Regions from separate parts of the Mus musculus genome. Here region 2 is linked to region 1. A link is a contact called in public HiChIP or PLAC-seq data. All regions are on one chromosome and are shown on one strand. Each heading gives the region's core, a stretch centred on a gene start, on an enhancer-like site or on the middle of the called end of the contact. The rest is flanking DNA. Distances are from core to core; before and after follow the strand shown. Region 1 has its middle 11 kb from the start of Gm33971. Region 2 has its middle 50 kb from the start of Pou1f1.

Evidence for each region. HiChIP or PLAC-seq counts read pairs in DNA pulled down with a chosen protein or histone mark.
Region 2: a contact with region 1 is called in an H3K4me3 HiChIP or PLAC-seq map of bone marrow-derived macrophages, with 6 times the contacts expected there. The contact joins two enhancer-like sites. A contact is called at or near these places in 3 of 484 Hi-C or Micro-C datasets (bone marrow-derived macrophages, embryonic fibroblasts and myeloid progenitors) and 6 of 115 datasets of contacts at active chromatin or transcription factors (acute myeloid leukemia, bone marrow-derived macrophages, embryonic hindbrain and 3 more).

Annotation. Positions count from the first base shown.
Region 1 is chr16:64,883,165-64,886,580 of GRCm38.p6, reverse strand. No RefSeq gene overlaps it. Among named protein-coding and RNA genes, the nearest start is that of Gm33971, 11 kb to the right of the region's middle. Within about 2 kb of position 2,105, at least 94 of the 459 cell types and tissues checked have an H3K27ac peak or open chromatin away from gene starts, as enhancers often do. A contact at or near this core is called in bone marrow-derived macrophages, where this site is marked.
Region 2 is chr16:65,468,685-65,472,293 of GRCm38.p6, reverse strand. No RefSeq gene overlaps it. Among named protein-coding and RNA genes, the nearest start is that of Pou1f1, 50 kb to the left of the region's middle. Within about 2 kb of position 1,468, at least 13 of the 459 cell types and tissues checked have an H3K27ac peak or open chromatin away from gene starts, as enhancers often do. A contact at or near this core is called in bone marrow-derived macrophages, where this site is marked.

The DNA.
Region 1 (3,416 bases), core at 856-3,355:
AAATATTTACTATACAACTCAAAACAGTCACAAAATTACACTTATAAGGTAGCAACAGATAATTTTATGGTTGAGGGGTCACCACAGCATTAGGAACTGTATTAAAATGTCCCAGCATTAGGACGGCTAAGAACCACTGCTTTAGGCCCAATCTTAAGCAAGTGAGAGGTATAGAAGGGGTGGCTCCTGGGTCTCCCATGTCTGAAGTCCCTTCTGCTTGTCCGGTGAGTAATGTCTTAGCATCACAAAAGAATGCTCATGTCCCTCTCTCAAAGGTGGCACTTCTGTAGGATGTTGACAGACGGTTTCAAGGGTTCACAAAAACACAATTATTAAGTAACAGGCAATATGTGGTTAGTAATCATCCAATATATAATACCTAACAATGCTTAAAAGGTTTAAACAGTATCACAGCATAAGTGACATATATACATGTCAGAGTCAGCAACAATCAATACCATTATAAAGAACTATACAGATGTCTATTATGGATTAATGTAGCTTCTACGTCTAAAAAAAATAATTTAAATTATTTGGCTTATAGCATAAATTTATAGCATTGACAATCAAGACTCTAAATCCCGTACAGATTTAAAAACAGTACTGGTTATCACAGATATTGTTATGTACACGTGCATCGAATAGCATGTATGGTACAAATTGTACTTCTTACAGACTTCAAAATACACCTGGGGAAAACCTGCCAGATTGTTCAATCTTGCTGTTTGAAACCCTGGTACGTCTGTTTGCTTGACAAAAAGAGTCACATTCTTAAAACTGTTGAAGGAACTTCAGATTAGAATTTTAAATCGAGGTAATCACATACTATTATTATTTGAAAAGACTCTGGTGGGGCTGGTGAGATGGCTCAGCAGTTAAGAGCACTGACTGCTCTTTCAGAGGTCATAAGTTCAAATCCCAACAACCACGTGGTGGCTCAAAACTATCTGTAATGAGATCTGATGGCCCCTTCTGGTGTATCTGAAGACAGCCACAGTGTGCTTAGATATTATTAAGCAAAGGAAGGAAGGAAGGAGAGAGAGAGAGAGAGAGAGAGAGAGAGAGAGAGAGAGAGAGAGAGAGAGAGAGAGAGAGAGAAAAGAAAAAAACTATTTTTTTCTGTGAGGTCACAGAAGCCTGTGACAAACGGCTCACAAGGGTGCTATTAACATATCAAAGGGCATATCAAAGGCCAGCTCTTCCAGGATAATCTGTACTTGTGTCTCCTCCCACCCTGCCCCCTACACTAAGCATCTCCCTCCCAAGGGCTGACCTTCAGCTTCCTTTCTCCTAGCCAGATCCTGTATCATTCAACCATTTCAGCCTCACAGCTCTCTGAGTCTCTTGGGCCAGGCTGCTTCTCTTGGCCGGTGGCTCCTCTCTTTCCCCCTAGCCCTCTCCTCTCTTCTCATGGTCCAACTTAGTCTGTCGCCCATCATGTTTAGCCTGGACTCTTCCCTCTACCTACTACTATCTCCCTAACATCTACAATAAAAATCTTCACCATACTTTTGAGATACTTATTTCTCCCTTTTATTTCGTCTTTTTTCATTCCACGAAGAAGAAAAGGAAATGAGTAATATTAACTGTTTTATACAAACAATATCAAAGGTAGAAGTGTACAAAAATGGTATTGACTCAGGACCCCCAGGACCAAATGCTTGGCACAAAGGAGATTTATTTTTTCCAGAGATACAAGGTTAGGGCATAGAAGACACGGGAGAAGGGGAAGGGAACAAGGAAGAGGAAGCTGGTGACAAATGACTGCCTCTGGATAGAGAGGAGACAGATGCAGCATATAGGAAAATGATGGTTTGTTTATAGAGGCAAAAGGGTAAACCCTGTGTTAGGAGGGGGTGATTAATTTTAATTGGGCACGTTAACTGGGGGAGCCTACTGGGGCTTTTGACTGCTGGACTTTAATACTTTGATAGACCTTGGCATTCAGCCCCAAGAGGAGGAAGTGGCCAAATAAGGGAATAGACCTTGGTGGTTAGCTTTAGGAATGTAATCTAACGGATTTTAGCAAGGCAGAGGGAGTGGGGAGGAAAAGGGCAAGGCCAGGCAGAGCCAAGTTTGCTGTGCTGGGGTTGGCGTGAGTACCTTCAGGAAGGGCAATAAAATGTTGAAATTGTGACAGTAAGGTTTCTAAGGCAGACTAACTACAGTGTCAGCCCTGCTGGAAAAGAATGGACAGAATGTGGGGGCTGAAAGAGGGCTAGGGTAAGGGTCTTCTGTGACCGTTCTGTAAGGGAACATACGTGGTGTTAGGTTGGAACTTCCCAAAAGCACAACCTGAACCTAGAATTTGAACAAACACATTTTAATTTGTTTAAAATTAAACAAATTAAAGAACATCAGAAGAGAACATCAGCTGAAAAATGCAGAAGTGAGACGTGTGGAAAGGAAGAAGGAAGACAGGAGGTACATCAGTGAGTTCATTTGTCACTGTGACAAAGTACCTCCCATCACCACCTTAAAGGGGTACAATCTGTTTGCCCTCACTATTTACAGGGCTTGCTTTGCACTTACGGAGGCAGAGCATTGTAGCACAGCAGACTTGCTCCTTTCTTGGCAGCTGGGAAGGAGAGAGAGACAGCAGAGTCTAGGCTGAAGATAAAGCTGTTGTATGGACAGGCTTTCCAGGACCTGCTACGTTCATCGTGGCCCCGTCTCCTTCCTCCCAAGGATACCATCAATTCATGACTCTCTCTCTCTTTCTTTTTCTTTTTTAGTGAGATGTATAGAGTAGTTTTTGTATACTATGAATACAAACTCTTATGATTTACAAATGTTTCTTTCTCATTCTATTGTTATTGTTGAAAGGCAGAGTCTTTTTTTTTGGTCTTTTTTTTTTCTATTTATTTATTCATTTATTTTTATTTTATTTTTTTATGGAATCATAATTTTAATAAGTATACTCTTGAATGTTTCACATTGTTTTCAGTTTTTTTAATTAATATTTTTTATTACATATTTTCTTCAATTACATTTCCAATGCTATCCCAAAAGTCCCCCATACCCTCCCCCCCACTTCCCTACCCACTCATTCCCATTTTTTTTGGCCCTGGCGTTCCCCTGTACTGGGGCATATACAGTTTGCGTGTCCAATGGGCCTCTCTTTCCAGTGATGGCCGACTAGGCCATCTTTTGATACATATGCAGCTAGAGTCAAGAGCTCCGGGGTACTGGTTAGTTTATAATGTTGTTCCACCTATAGGGTTGCAGATCCCTTTAGCTCCTTGGGTACTTTCTCTAGCTCCTCCATTGGGAGCCCTGTGATCCATCCAATAGCTGAATGTGAGCATCCACTTCTGTGTTTGCTAGGCCCCGGCATAGTCTCACAAGAGACAGCTATATCTGGGTCCTTTCGATAAAATCTTGCTAGTGTATGCAATGGTGTCAGCGTTTGGAAG
Region 2 (3,609 bases), core at 219-2,718, 590 kb before region 1:
AAATTGTAATGTATTCATGTTATGATATTTCTAACTTCCAACTCTGCATCCAGTTATGCAACCAGGTATGTCACTACAAACAATAAAATTTTGCCTTTCACCATAGGTATCAGTAAAAAATTCTTAAACTTTGAAAACCTGTGAATTCTTTGCTTTATAAATGTACTGATCTTAAAGAGTGGCCTCTTAACATGTATATTGCTTATTTTTTTATGGGTTAATTTTGATTTTCTTTAAAAAAACATGAAATCTAATATAACTTCTAGTTCTTACTCTGCTGTCCATCCTTCTGTTGACACATTTAAATCATTTGTAAATGCATTGATCCCATTTCAGCATTTTATATTAGATATTTCATTTTTATAATTTTATAAATATGCTTTGTAGTGTTTAATCTGGATCCTGATATGAAATCTCAGCAAAACATGGACTCAAGATAGAACCATTTCAAAAGTAAATCCTATTTTTTTTCTCTTCCAAATTATATGAATCTGAGAGACATGAAAAAGATTTCAACATGCCACCTGCTGGATGGTCCCTGGTGATAAATTCTCTTGTTGTTGATACATGGGATTGAAGTCTCACATGTTTTATGCTCTCTCAAATCTGTTGCCTAATTTGTTCATTTGACCTTAAGCCCCAGTGAGGAACCTGGGTGGAATTCTCAGGATTTACTGGACAGTTTACTTGAGTTGTCAGTGAATATGCATCTTAGCCTTAGACAACCTGCAGATAGTTTATCATGTTGATAACCCTCTTTGCCTTCTCTATATCCCATGAAAAGAGGAACAGATTATTCATATTTCTGCCTGGTTATGTCTGTGCCATATGCTCATAATAGTGGCACACTCAGTGCATATGCTGTAATATGTTTTGTGTTGCTTATTTTCCTTTTTAAAAACATTTTATTGAATATTTTATGTATTTACATTTCAAATGTGATCCCCTTTCCCTGTTCTACCTCTGCAACTCCTGTCTCTTACCCCCTCCCCCTACTTCTATGAGGATGCTCCCTCTCCCACCCAATCCCACCTCACCACCCTGGCATTCCCCTACACTGGGGAATTGAGCCTTCACGTGACCAAGGGTTTCCCCTCCTATCGATGCTAGACAATGGTATCCTCTGCTACATATGCAGCTGAATTCATGGTGGTTTTGCTACCTTGAAGACTCCATTTCTCTTGGCTTGGCTCAGACAATTTAATAATTATCTTAAAAATATTTTTCTCAACTGCCTGAACCCATCCAACTTTAATAAATTGCATTATGTTTTCTAGCTTCATAGCAAGTTGTGTATTCTAGCTTCCTTCCTAAAAATCTCTCATACCTGAGCCTTAAAAACATCGACACAAATGTTGGATATAGAAGCCACAAGAGGAGGGAAGGAAACATATGTTTGTGATTAAGAACACAGACTCTGGAGCCTGCGAATTCTATTTCTGTGTTTTACTGGCCCTGCGATGATTACTTAACCTCTCCATGTCATTTTCTGATATATAAAAGCAGAAGTAATGACAATGTATTCCCCATATGATTTAATATTGTTTAAACACTTGAAATTAAACCTGGCTCACAAGAAGTCCTATGACCATGTTACTTAAGATTTTATTATACGCTGAGACACAGTATGATAGTAATAAATAATGAATTCTGAAAGTTAAGAGTCTGACCTAAAGTCTCGGGTATGTTCTTTCTGAACTATGTGCCCTTTAAAACTGGTTAAACTTTCTCTACTGCCAATTTCCTTCTTTGTTTTAGCTAATGGTGAGTAATGAAAAAAATAATATTGTTTGTGAGCATGGTGTGGTAGATGGTGAATGCCAAAAAATATTAATAATTTTGTGATGAATTGGAATTAGAAAAGTTTCAAATGTGTTTTCTATAATTCTGAGAAGGGAAATATGTTGAATTTTATCTCATGAGTGAAGACAGGGTAAAGCTGGAAGACAGATCAAAATAGATATGGATTAAATATTTCTGAGTAGAGATTTCAACTAGGAATTGAACATGCATCTTACAAAAGTGGTCTTATCTAAATTAAAATTGTAGAAACCATCACCATAGTAATGATATTTGCAGCCACAAGAGGAAAAAAAAAAAAAAAACAGTCCTCTGATGATAAAATGGAGGTTGGGTAAGTGGAAGGATTGTTTTGTGTTATCTTGGGGAATTCTGAATTTTGAAGTTAAATTGAGAAGACAGAACCAGAAAATGAGACAGAAAACCTGACGGTAGAGGTACACAAATAGGTAAGCAAGAAAGCCAGGCAGGCGTGGAACCCTAGAGCCTACAGGAGGGCAATTCTTTTGCAGAAAAGAGAAGTGTTATTTGTCAAAAGCTCCTTTGCAGGCAATCTTAATGGGAGCGCAAAAGTTCTCCTTGTGTTTCATCACTTGAAGTTTGACAGCTGGTTTGGGGAGATTGATGGTGATGGAAGTTAATTTGAAAAAGAAAGTAAGGAAGTGGGCATAGTGACTTGGAGCATTTTAGAGTGATTGACTGAGAAAGGAAGCAGACAAATTCAGATTATAACTGGCCAGAAATTATGAACTGAGGCATAAAGCTTTGAACGCAAATTCTGCTACAATATATGTGTAAACTGCTGCATGGCTAAAAACATAACAGTAAAGAAATACAGCATTTCAAAAGCAGAGGAGATTGGCTATGAATAATATGTGGAATAAATTGCCACTGGTGGCTGGGACAGAGATTTCTTTACTAGGAAAGGTAAGATATTGAGTTCAAATACTGTTAGCTTATAGATTTGGAGATGGGTATAAAATCAGACTCGAATTTGCTGGTCTTGGGGTTGCCATCCTACAGTCAAAAACTTTGACCCAGATTTGTTCCTATCTAAAAGAACTGCAGGGACAAAGATGGGGAAGAAACTGAGGGAAAGGAAAGGAAGTCAGTACAGTGACTGTCCCAAATTGGGATCCAGCTCAAGGGGAGGTCTGGGGCCCTGATATTATTACTGATGCTATGGTGTGCTCACAAACAGGAGCCTAGCATAGTTGTCCTCCGAGAGGCCCAACAAGCAGCTGAAAGAGTAAGATGCAGATAACTTACACCCAACCAATGGACTTCAGCCTGTGGGGTTGAATTAGGGAAAAGGAGGAAGAAACTGAGGAGGAGGGCAAACCAATAGGATGACCAGCAGTCTCAAATAACCTGGACCCCTGAGATATCTAATATTAATATTAATATTGATTGACTGATTGATATAATGTTACTAGTTAATAGGAGAATAAAATACTCACAGAAGCAAATATGGAGATAAAGTTTAGAGCAGAGACTAAAGGAAAGGCCATCCAGAGACTGTCCCAACTGGGGATTCATCCCATATACAGTCACCAGACACTATTGTGGATGCCAAGAAGTGCATGCTGAAAGCAGCCTGATATGGCTGTCTCCTGAAAATATCCAATAAAAATAATTGGAAAAAAAGAGCATAAATCACTTAAGGTTTCATTTTTTTTCTCTTTTCATTATTTTATTAGATATTTTCTTCATTTACATTTCAAATGCTATCCTGAAAGTCTCCTATACCCTTCCCCTGTCAGAGCCTTACAAATACAGAGGCAGATGTTAGCAGCCAACCATTGGACA